Linked DNA regions of Danio rerio: region 2 is linked to region 1. Evidence: chromatin contacts called from public HiCAR-type data. All regions are on one chromosome and are shown on one strand. The core of a region is the stretch at or near the end of the contact, and the rest is flanking DNA. Distances in the headings are between cores, read along the strand shown.

Region 1 (5,578 bases), core at 975-3,474:
ATCATAATAGACATAAAAATATTAATATAAACTAATAAGGTAAAACATGACCTATAGTGTAATTTTTTTAACAAATAATTTTAATATTTGATAATTTCAATGTCATTACCATAAGGCAAAGTGAAGAATTATTATTTTCATAACCATTAATTATATAATGACATACTTGAATTGTAAAGTCTAAATGAACCATGTTAATACTTGCTAATATCAATGTAATTATCATAAGGAAAGGAAAAATCACCATAATCGACATAAAACAAATCAAAACAAAACATAAATTTCAAGGACTTAAAAAATCTGTCATTAGCGTAACTTAAATATCGATAATGTATGATTACATAAATTATGTTAGTATTTCATTAATTTATTCATTTTCATCCTGTCTCCACAGTGCAATGAATCACCAACTATTCTGGAATATGTTTTACGCAGCGTATACCCTTCCAGCCACAACCCAGTACTGGAAAACACCCATACACACTCTTACTTATAAACCACGGCCAATTTAGTTTATTTAATTCATTTATAATGCATGTCTTTGGACTGTAGGGGAAGCCGGAGCACCCAAAGAAAACCCATACAAACACGGGGAGAACTTCACATAGAAATGCAACATAGGCTCATTCTGAATACGGAGCCCTATATACGTTTCTGGAGATCATAAATTATGTAGCCAGAGCTACATATGGCTACATTTCATTTTTAAAATGAACGCTACGGGGCGGTATGATGTCGTTCCTTTTATACGCTTACCAGCTGACTGCTTACCTCCGCATGGACGGCTTTTCCGGTTATACCAGTTTGTCAAGTTAGCTCGCCATGTATGTCAGCGGACTTGAGGCGCAGAGAGGAGTTGACCATGATGACGGGGTTCCAGTCCATTAAAGAACAGTTAGAGAAAGCGGGTAAGACAAAATCTAAATCCAAAAAAACAAAATAAACAAGTAAATAACAGGGTGAGAATGTGTAATAGGTAAAAAATCAGATGAGGGCTTTTCTTTTTCTGTATTGCTTTTGAAAATTTTTGGTTGGGTTTAGGGAAGTGGGTGGCCAGGTCAATCAATACTATTGGTTGGGTTTAGGGAAGGAGAAGGGTGGGCCAGTCGGTCAGTTAGTCACTCAGTCATTCAGTCAGTCAAACAGTCAGTTGACAGCCGCCCCTGGTGGGTTTACGTGAGAACAGCTTGGCGAACGGTACTCGTGAGAAAAATTTGAGATCACAAAAAGCATACATAGTGGCCTCTGGTGGATTCGTGAAAACAAAAACTGAAAAAGACGTAGCTCCTGGGACATATTTAGCACTCTCTAGAAATGCATATAGAGGTACGTTTTCAGAATGAGCCTGGGTTGCAGAAATGCTAACTGGCCCAGCCGGGACTCAAACCAGTGACCTTCCTGCCGTGAGGTGACATTGGTAATCACTGAGCCATCGTGCAGCCTCATAATACTATTCATTAATATTAAAAGAAAAAAAAATCACTCATCGTATTAATGAGAATTTTGTAGGAGAATGAGCGTATATGTTGTAAAATGTCACAATGCAAACCATATAATTTTGTCGTGATTTATCACCATGACCTGTTTTTTTGTGTGTATGAGACTCACACACCTCCATCATCATCCAGATAAACACAAACATGTGCAATTACCTCTTTGTCACTTCAAACAGTTACACAACATTTACCGCATACCACTCGACTTACTGACTATCTCTGTCAAACAACACGAACAAAGACATCACTGTGCAAATGTTCAAAAACACACAAGACAATCGGAGAGAAAAATAACCGACTACGAAATTATAAATAGACCCCTGTCCTGGTTTGATCCAACACCTTTTCTCTGATTTAGATAATTAGGCTGTGTGACTCACAATATTTCACTCCATGTACTGTCCCTTTGGATGAGCTGTCTGAGTGAAGAGGCATGTAGAAGTGTGTGTGTGTGTGTGTGTGCATGTATCATATCTGTGTGGGCTCTAATGTGTGAGCTGGGGGAGAGAAAATGGTGTAAAATGAACAACGGCAAAACAAGCCAAAAACGCAAAAAGCTTTTTATTTGCAGAGCTCGGAGGATCAAGTGCATTACGTACATGTGTATTTCTTGTACATGTGTGAGTCCGCGGCCAAACAAGCGCGTGTGTGTGTATTGCGCCAGCCCACGTGGGTGTGTGCAGTTTTAGTAGGAGCTGAATCGATAACCTGAGGGCAGGGAGTGGAGACGCACAAGGAAATGCAATTCTCTGGTCGCCCACCTCTTCCTGTCCCGCCTCCTCACCAGCAGCCCACAGACCAGCTCGGCCTCTAAAAAACCTGTTTGATTGGGGGAGAGGAAAGGAAAGCAAACAAACATGTGATGAAACAAATAGATGGAGGGATGCAAAGTGGCCATCAATTGGAGACGCTTTGATGGGAAATGTACGGCGACACCTTGGAGCAACAACACCGCCTTTGTTTGCAAACCCTCTTGTGTTGCCTAACAATCCAGAATTCATTTCGCCGTCTGATTCAGTTGCCATTGTTCTGTGCACAATAAGATAATGCGCTTGAGTCAGCACCCTGCGCTTGTGCCAGACGTCTGGCGTGAAGTTTTATTTGCGTAATATAACAATGCTGCATTTCTGACCTGATAGTGCATTGTCGTAGGTAAAAATGAACCGACTTCCTGTGAACTCGCTAGATTGTGTAACTCTTTTGAGGAAATCGGTAAGTCAGCAGTTTCTAAACTGGTGGGTCATGACCCAGAAATGGGCCGCAGATTACAAAAAAAGCAACTAATCATATTTGTGCTTGATTTAACTTTTTGTAGCAGGGTGTCTGCAGGGTCTTAAAAAGTCTTAAATTCACTGAAATAGTGTTGTTGTCTCAAATCTACTGCTTTAAGAAAAAAGTAAAGCTAGGATCAAGCTGACACTCAATCACCAATTATCCATCTCAAAACCTTTTTTTCTCAATATTTTATATTTTATTGCAAAAACATATTACAACAACGATAAGACATTTTTCTCCAGCAAAACCAAAGCAACACATCCCACATGATCTTTTATTAATACAAAAACTATTTACAGAAGTAACCTGGCCATTAGAAAAAAAACCTTAGTGTTTAGCCCCGTATAAATCTAAAATTTCATTCATAATGGTCTTAAAATGGTCTTTCAAGTCTAAAATTTACTGAATATTGTATTGTTGTCTTAAATCAACTGTTTTAAAAATAAAGCTACCCAATCAGGCGGACACCCTATCACCAATTATCCATCTCAAAATTTTTTTTTTTTACTATTTACATTTTTTTTTTTACAATTACGTTTTTTGATACAATTCACAACAACATTTAGACATTTTTACAGCAAATTCTCCAGCAAAACTAAAGCAACACATGATCTTCTATTAATACAAAAACTATTTACAGAAGTAACCTGGTCATTAGAAAAAATCCTTAGTGTTCAGTCTTGTATAAGTGCAAAATTTTATCCAAAATGGTCTTAAAAGAGTCTTAAAATGTCTTAAATTCACTGAAATGTTGTGTTTTTATCTTAAATCTACCGCTTTAAAAGTAAAGCTACCCAATCAGGAATAGAAAACTTGAAAATACATTTGACCACCCCTGTAAACGTCCATACCATTGTGAATGCATGTTTGCGCCAAACATGCGTTCACAAAACATTGTGTGTTCACAAAACATGTTTCTTGTAAAATAGGCATCTGTAGGTGTCCATGAAATTAGATACATAGTTTGTATTTTTATTACACATGCTTGTACTTAAATAGTAAACCAAAAAATAAAAGGCATATTATCAAATATAATCAAAATTATGAGATGCTTTATCCAATATATGTTGTTGCTGAAGTCAAACATCAAAACAACAACTGTATTAAAACACAATTCAAAGTAAAATATGACCCAAAACATCATTAAATATGTACTTTCTAAATTTTAGCAATTTTTTTATATATTATAAATGTTTAATATAATATAATATAATATAATATATTATAATATAATATAATATCCAGTGATGAGTTGCAGCTGGAAGGGCATCTGTTGCATAAAACGTAGCTGGATAAGTTGCCGGTTCATTCCACTGTGTTGACCCCTGATTATTAAAGGAACTAAGTCGAAAAGAAAATGAATGAATGAATGAATAATGTAATAAAATACATTATAACATAATAAATGCAATAATATTTCCAGTTTTTTTTTGCAAACAACTTATCTTAAATCTCGAAAAAAATAGCCATTTATAAATGCCAAAATAAATGCTAAAAGACAAAAAATGTTATCAATATTAAGCAATAAAATGTTTTATCACATATTAGATACAAAAAATAAAAGTACATTTTAATAATAATAATAATAATAATAATAATAATAATAAAACTATTCAAAACTGAAAAGAATAGAATGCACACAACTTCCATGATACAGACACAATATTATTGCTACATTCATAGCCAATCAGAATCCAGCATGCTTTATAGAACTGGAACATTTAAAGCTGCAGACACCAAAACGGAATTTCATCTAATAAAACATATATAACATCTGGCGTCACGGTGGAACAGTGGGTAGCACGATTGCCTCACTGCAAAAAGGTTGCTGGTTCAAGGCCCACCTGGGTCAGTTGGCATGTCTGAGTGGAGTTTGCATGTTCTCCTCGTGTACGTGTGGGATTCCTCCGGGTGCGCTGATTTCCCCACCAGTCCAAAGACATGCGGTACAGGTGAATTGGGTAAGCTAAATTGGCAGTAGTGTATGTGTGTGAATGTAAGAGTGTATGGGTGTTTCCCACAGATGGATTGTAGCTGGAAGGGCATGTGCTGCGTAAAAACATATGCTGGATAATTTAGCGGTTCATTCCACTGTGGTGACCCCTGATAAATAAAGGCACTGAAATATATATCATCCATCCAACAACACACTCTACATTGTACATTGGATCACTTAAGTTCTTCAAAGCCACTGCAGTGGCATAAACACACCAGCAGGGGTCTCCCATTGATCAGCTCACATCTAGCGCCCAACAAATAGACGACAGCCTCTTGAGTAGCTGATCCGGCGAACGACAGCTGTCTAAAGCAGGTTTATGCTCTTTTCCTACAGCAGGGCCTTCACGTCACCTCTGATACCTCGCACGGTAGACCTCATTCCAGGAAAGACCAAGAGAGCGAACAGCTGCCCTCCTCCTTAAATCCCTAAGCCAAGTGCAGTCATACCTTCATATGCCCCCTTTGGACCAACACATTCAACCTTCCACCCACTCATGAAGGAATGGCGAAAGAGGGGTGAACAGGGATATCATGTAAAAATGCTGGAAGAGAATGATGTTATATCACGAAAATAAAAACGGCTGCAGAGAGGAAGGAAAAAGAAAAATTGGGGGGAAAGAGAGTTTGAAGTCATGGAACAAATCCTGGATCCCCGTTCTGTGCCTCATGCAGAACTCAAGCTTGTTTTGTCATGCGCCGAAACGGACCCTCAGGTCATGCTGCATGCCTTCACAGCACACACACACACACACACACACAGGCTTTTGTCTGCAGATGGAAAACAGCATCGGTGCACTCACTTCATGGAA
Region 2 (6,274 bases), core at 3,612-6,111, 150 kb after region 1:
TAAGTAGGTCATCAAAATGATAAAGTGACAGGGAAAAAATGCTTTGAATTATCTAGCGATTATTTATTATGAGCAGTACTGAATGATGAAACAGGTTTCATCCGAACAAAGAGGTTTTGAAAAGGTGGAGCATTGTATACTTAGGCATGAAAATATACAGAAAGGCCACTGTGGAAATAGATTCCTGCATTTCAAGATTTTTGTTGAGATTAAACACCCCCTGTTTTCAGGTGACTAACATTTAGAAAGGTGTGAAACTTTTCTGACAGTTGAATATTTCAAGCATCTATTTAAAGCCTGATTTGTTTTATTGGGTACTCCCAGTTCTCATAAACAGCAGTGCGATTTCAGTGTTAACTCCAATATCCTAAAGTGATTTACTTCCATACAATACATGTTCCTGGTTTTATTAAGATTTGTTGCTTGTTATTTAAAAAAATAAATCTTTGTAATCAATCCTAGCTCAAAAAGTATATTTCGCTAACTTTCCCATTAACTATTTGCTGCATTTTCTATTTCTCACGTGTAAAGTTCCTTTGTACCTGCATGCTATCAAATGGCAGTGTACTTTAAAAGACCGAGCGTTCAATGTTACTAATGCATAAAAATTAAGCATACTTTAAATTGGATTTGTGAATTAACGAACGGTGTTTTGAATTTACGAATTGGATTTGTGTATTTACAAATTGTGTTTTTGATTTCCGAATTGGATTTGTAGATATTATGAATCATTTTTTAAATTAGCAAACTGGATTTGTGCATTAACAAATTGTGTTTTTGATTTACAAATTGGGCCGTCATGGTGGCGCAGTGGGTAGCACGATCGCCTCACAGCAAGAATGGCGCTGGTTGGCATTTCTGTGAGGAGTTTGCATATTCTCCCTGTGTTCACGTGGGTGACCCTAGATTGATGAAAGAACTAAGCCAAAAAGAAAATGAATGAATTTACAAATTGGATTTGTGTGTTTACAAATGGTGTTTTGAATTTACGAATTGGATTTGTTATTATTATGAATTGTATTTTGAATTTACGAATTGGATTTGTGTATTTACGAATTGTGGTTTGAACTTACGAATTGGATTTTGTAAATGTGAATTGCGCTGTGGATGTATGAATTATATTTTGTGAATGTATTATTTTAAAAACTGATCTGGCTCCATCTTTTCCCCTCTTCTCAAACCACTGGCCTAACCTCTTCTCTATGGCACCATTATGGTGGATTACGCCTACTTTTTACAATTGATTAAATTTCTGATCAAACTGCGCAACTTTTGATTGGTTAGCATGAACTAGTAAATTTTGACACTCAAAAAGGTTAACACTTGGCTTTAAATTTTTAGAGTTTTTTAGAAAAACATCCTTCAGTAGTCTTTATTTAACTAATAATGAGTATTTTTTTAAACGAGATTCATATCTACAACATCTAGCGTGATCTTTCTATATTTCCTACATAAAATAGTACATCAATTGAACCATACTTTAGTAAAGTACATGAATGAATCTACTGTGGTAAAGTTGCTATAGTAACACAACAACTACAGTAACAAGAAATGCCCTTATTCTGTAGTTTTCTACAACTATAGGGTATATTTAGTACAATACATTACACTTTAATGCAACAAAATGTAAGTATACTACAGTATTTATTACAGTTTATTAAAGTTAATGCTATATGCGGTAGCATTCATTTTTAAATAATAAAAATAAGAGTTTTAAATAATAGGTACAGCATAATACACTTTATTATATGGTTCAAAAACACTCTAGTGTTTACTATAATTTACTACAGTATTTGGCCAACATATTTTTTTAATGTTACAGCTTTTTAAAACAATGAATACGATACATTTTTTTTATTTAAATAATTCTGAGCTGTTTCAATGACAAATATTCCATCAAATTCTTAATTATACATGAGAAAACAGACATAAAATGTCCTTCACTAACATACTAATCTTAAAATCTTGATATGCAAAAGCCCACCTATCTTAACATGAAGCGAAACACCTTGACAAGCTTGATGCTAAGTATTTTCCTTGTTTAGCCAGTGGGTGGTGCCTGCTAGTTCTTTACACATCAAGCCAGAAATGCTTTAGTATGTCACTCAACCCCCAAAACCTTTATAGACACACATCCGCACGCGCACACACACACACACACACACACACACACACACACACACACACACACACACACATGCAGCACCTGTCCTTAGTCCCTCATCAGCGTATTTCTGTAAGCCCAAGTGGGTGGCTGGGTGTTAAGACCGGGCCGTATGGGAAACCAAGCTGTCCGTATGATTATCACAGAAGAGGACTAACTGGGTTAGGCAGGTGGGGGTGGATAACAAGAAGGGGGTTGTGATGCGTACACATACACATCAGCTGAAATCCAGACATTTATATTCGCCGAAACAAGCCCTGTGGTGAGGATGGCACTGTTTTGGTTCAGTTCAATGGCAAACACTAAAACACAAACAAATCACACCTCATTTCAATACCCAGAAGACTTTGCCCAGATGACATTTCTTTGATTGCAGCGTGAAAGGAAACCACTGACTCATTTAAATCAAGGTTCGTAGACAAGAATCTGGAGCGTAAATTTCCAGTAGAATGCTGATGGCAGTGTTGTCCATCGAGACTGGTGGTTATTAAGAGAAGATGAGGAGATAAAGGTCAGCGGAAGGTCAACATAAACGAGTTTCACTCAGGTCCTCCTCATTGATCTAGACTGCAAACAGAGCTCTTTATGGCAGCGGTGTGGTAAAATTAACAAGCAAACATCACAAAAATCACTGTTGAAGACGACATTTACTGCCATTTTTGGTTTACGGTATGGTAATTGCATTGTAATTAGGCAGCTTTGTTAAATAAACCTCTTTGGTAGAGTTTATGGGCAATACATAAATGATAAAATAAAAATGGATAAGGTTTAAAACATTTAAATAATTATAAATACAAACACTTAAGATGGATTTAAAAATATTCTTTCATAGTTTTATTTGCATTATACAGGGCTCAATAATAAGGACTGCCCGATAGCCCAGGGCCAGCGTGCGAGACGATCAGGACAGTAGAAAGGATAGTTTTATTTAATCGTTTAATCGAAAATTTAATTTGGCTGCGACTGTTGGTCAATTGTGAGCAAATACAGTCTTGGGGTGCTTTCACACCTAGATATATGTTTCGGATCCTATCTTGTTTGCCTAGCGCAGTTCGTTTAGCATATGTGAAACCTCGCACTCGAATCAGCACCAAATCAATCGGTCCGAGATCGCAAACAACTGATTGCAAACTGCAAACACAAACTGATTGTAGTGAGAAAGCAAAACAATCCAACGAACAAACGAACCAGGCTATATCTCAGTGTATGGTTGTGTAATAGCCTTAAACATGTAAATGGCTATGGTTTGCGACATCCCCTCTCATTCATTCTGTTTCGAGCACGGATTGTAGGCTAGTATGACCTACACGGGGCGACTTTTTCAGCTTTTAGGAAGGCCGTCCTTTATTCTACTATAACGTAATGGTCACCTACCGGTCGTGTGAACAATCGAATTACCGACTGCATGTTTGACTATCACTATTAGTAGAATAATACTGACTTCGTCCATAGTTTGCCGTGAATGTGTGGCAAGATTCCCTCATGTCCTCTGTGGCCTTTTCTCACTCCCCCTTCTCTCATGCCCCTGAAGAGAGAACGGGAATGTCATTTGTACCGGTAAATGTGCGTTTCATGGCGAATTGGAAAGTGAAAGCATGCTGAAATATTACAGAGTGTTGTTAATCTCTTAGGAAAATTTACCAAAATAACCATCTAATAAATTTTCCATATTTTAATCTTATAATATTTTGTTTTAGGCCTATTGTTTTGTTCATTTCTGCACTGACATGTCACCTCGAAATAATAGATTAATTCAGTAGATACATTTACAAAATTACAAAACCTGACAACTGAAATGAGGCTATGTATGAGAAGGTCTTATATTTGGTGACGATGTCTGTAAGTGTCAAAATTAAAGTGCACATTTTCGCTTTATAAATAAAATCTAAATTCAAATAAATTTTAAAAAGTGTATTTATGCAATTATGTTTGGTTTTTGACATGGAATTTAAAATATGTGGCTAACAAATTGCTATTACTTCTCTTTTATTGGTGGGGCCAGTGAAAAATGTGGCAGGTCAAGTAAAAATCTGAACCATATATATATTGGTTTCTTTATGCCAAAATAGATTTACGATGCAAGACAATACTGATAGACTGAGATATATAGATAAAAGAAAATGAATACATTTTAAAAGCTAATATGGATTTTAAAATGTACTTGCATCAACAGTTTTAGCTCCATATATTTCCAACACACATTTTCAAAATATGTTCACCTTTTCTGGCCATTTAAACACACTTTAACATTAATGTTTTAACAAAATACATATTAAATTAGAATAAATTATTCTACATGTGCCATTTGCTACATGAATTTACCATATACTTTGGTCAGACAAACACAGTTTTGCCAAATGGAAGTGAACTGAAATGACTCTGAAATGTCAGTCAGAACATTAATCAAAGAATGCTGTCAAACAGTCGTAAAAAAAGCACCATCTGCTTTTTAAGTTACGAAGGAGGTTATGCCAGAGAGAAAAACACCCTTATATTTAAAAACTCATCCTGCGACTACAAAAAAAAAAAGTCTTTCTGAGAAGACAAACATCAAGCCGTGGCTGTCATGTAGCATTTCTGAGTGAGCGCTCTAAAGTTCATCCCCTCCTTTGTTTATTTTATGTCTTCGGCAGCTGTTCTCACTCGCTCTCTCTGTGCGCGAAATGACGTCAAAACACAGCGATTCGCAAGAGCTCCACCAGGGCTCCTTCTTTCAGTTCGTTACCATAGCAGCCGTTCCCACTTCCTGCCAGAGTGAGGTTTCCTGTGTTCATTCATTTCTTTTCTCTCTGTTTCTCTCTTCTTCTTCTTTTTTTTTTTTTTTTTTTTGAGGCCTCAGCTGGATTTAAAGCGCTGTGTTTACAGTACCATAAAAGGACTTTGGTGCATTAAGTCAAAGAATCTTGGCTTAGTGGAATCTGGAAGTCAGATAAAGCATCCATGCTGTTCCTTGGCATGCGTTGTAATGAATGCTATATTTTTTTGGAGTGGTTTTGAATGTGCAAAAGCTACCGCCACAATGCTAGCATGCCGTGGGTGGTTGCCAGAGCTTTGTTATACGGTTGCTAAGGTGTTCTGAGCAGTTGCCAGGTTCTTCTGGGTGGCTGATTAGTGAAATTGTGCATTTTTGCTTCTCTTTGTTTATTCACATATATGTTATGTGAGGAGTATGTTATTTTAATTTATTTTTTAATTCAAAAATACCTTGGCATACAATTGTCTTATTATCACATGATTATTAAGATAAGTATAAGTGTGGTAAAAAAGTAATAAGGAAATAATGTACAATATTTTACAGTGTGTTTCCATGCAAAGATGCATATTTGTGGGATGTGCTCATTCGCAATAGTCACATCACAAAGATAGGCAATGTCCAATCTGAATTATAGTTGAGCAGGAGCTACAGAGTTGTATTTAATCACTGTATTTATCTGGAATTTATTAGATTTATGCAAAAAAAAAAAAAAAAAAAAAAAAAACTATTCTTACATAGAATTTTTGTTTTGTTTCTAGTCCAAATATCTACATTTCGAGCAAAAACAAGATTATTTCATGAGCCCCACTGACAGATAATTTCCTTAAAAAAAGCAAAAACACTTCATTTTCTCATATTTGTTCAGACGGTGAAAACTAAATATTTGTACTTGGTTAGGATTTTTTTGATATTTGGACTAGAAAAAAAAACCAAGTAGTAAGAAAAGCGTTTATTTATTTATTTATTTTTGCATTATGATGATTACATTTTTTGCACTTGCATACTGTTAAAAAGTCAAATAGAGCTATTTAAGCAATCTGAAACTGTATTCATAGCCTATCGCTGAAAAATATAATATTGCATTATCAGATTTTTCTAATATCGTGCAGCACTAATTTGATGTAAGCACAAAATTGGAAAAATCTAATACACAATCACATCCGTCCCATCACACCCATTTTTTTATATCATCACATGATCTATAAAAACAAATAAACACAACAATTTTGATGCACAAGCTGGAATTTATTATGAAAACTTCTTTCCATTGTAGTCTGCAATTTTTCTTATTAGATCAAAAGGCCAAGCTACTCACCTGCACATTTTAAACCATTCTAAACCATTAAACCATTGCA

Evidence for each region. HiCAR-type assays count read pairs that join an accessible place to other places.
Region 2: a contact with region 1 is called in a HiCAR-type map of caudal fin, with 6 times the contacts expected there. The contact joins two enhancer-like sites. A contact is called at or near these places in 1 of 18 Hi-C or Micro-C datasets (caudal fin) and 1 of 4 datasets of contacts at active chromatin or transcription factors (caudal fin).

Annotation. Positions count from the first base shown.
Region 1 is chr22:18,257,852-18,263,429 of GRCz12tu, forward strand. LOC141380307 (a long non-coding RNA gene) reads left to right here. Exons shown (of 2, transcript XR_012398129.1): 2 at 5,104-5,578. Among named protein-coding and RNA genes, the nearest start is that of cirbpb, 20 kb to the left of the region's middle. Within about 2 kb of position 2,225, at least 29 of the 62 cell types and tissues checked have an H3K27ac peak or open chromatin away from gene starts, as enhancers often do. A contact at or near this core is called in caudal fin, where this site is marked.
Region 2 is chr22:18,407,395-18,413,668 of GRCz12tu, forward strand. No RefSeq gene overlaps it. Among named protein-coding and RNA genes, the nearest start is that of midn, 41 kb to the right of the region's middle. Within about 2 kb of position 4,862, at least 40 of the 62 cell types and tissues checked have an H3K27ac peak or open chromatin away from gene starts, as enhancers often do. A contact at or near this core is called in caudal fin, where this site is marked.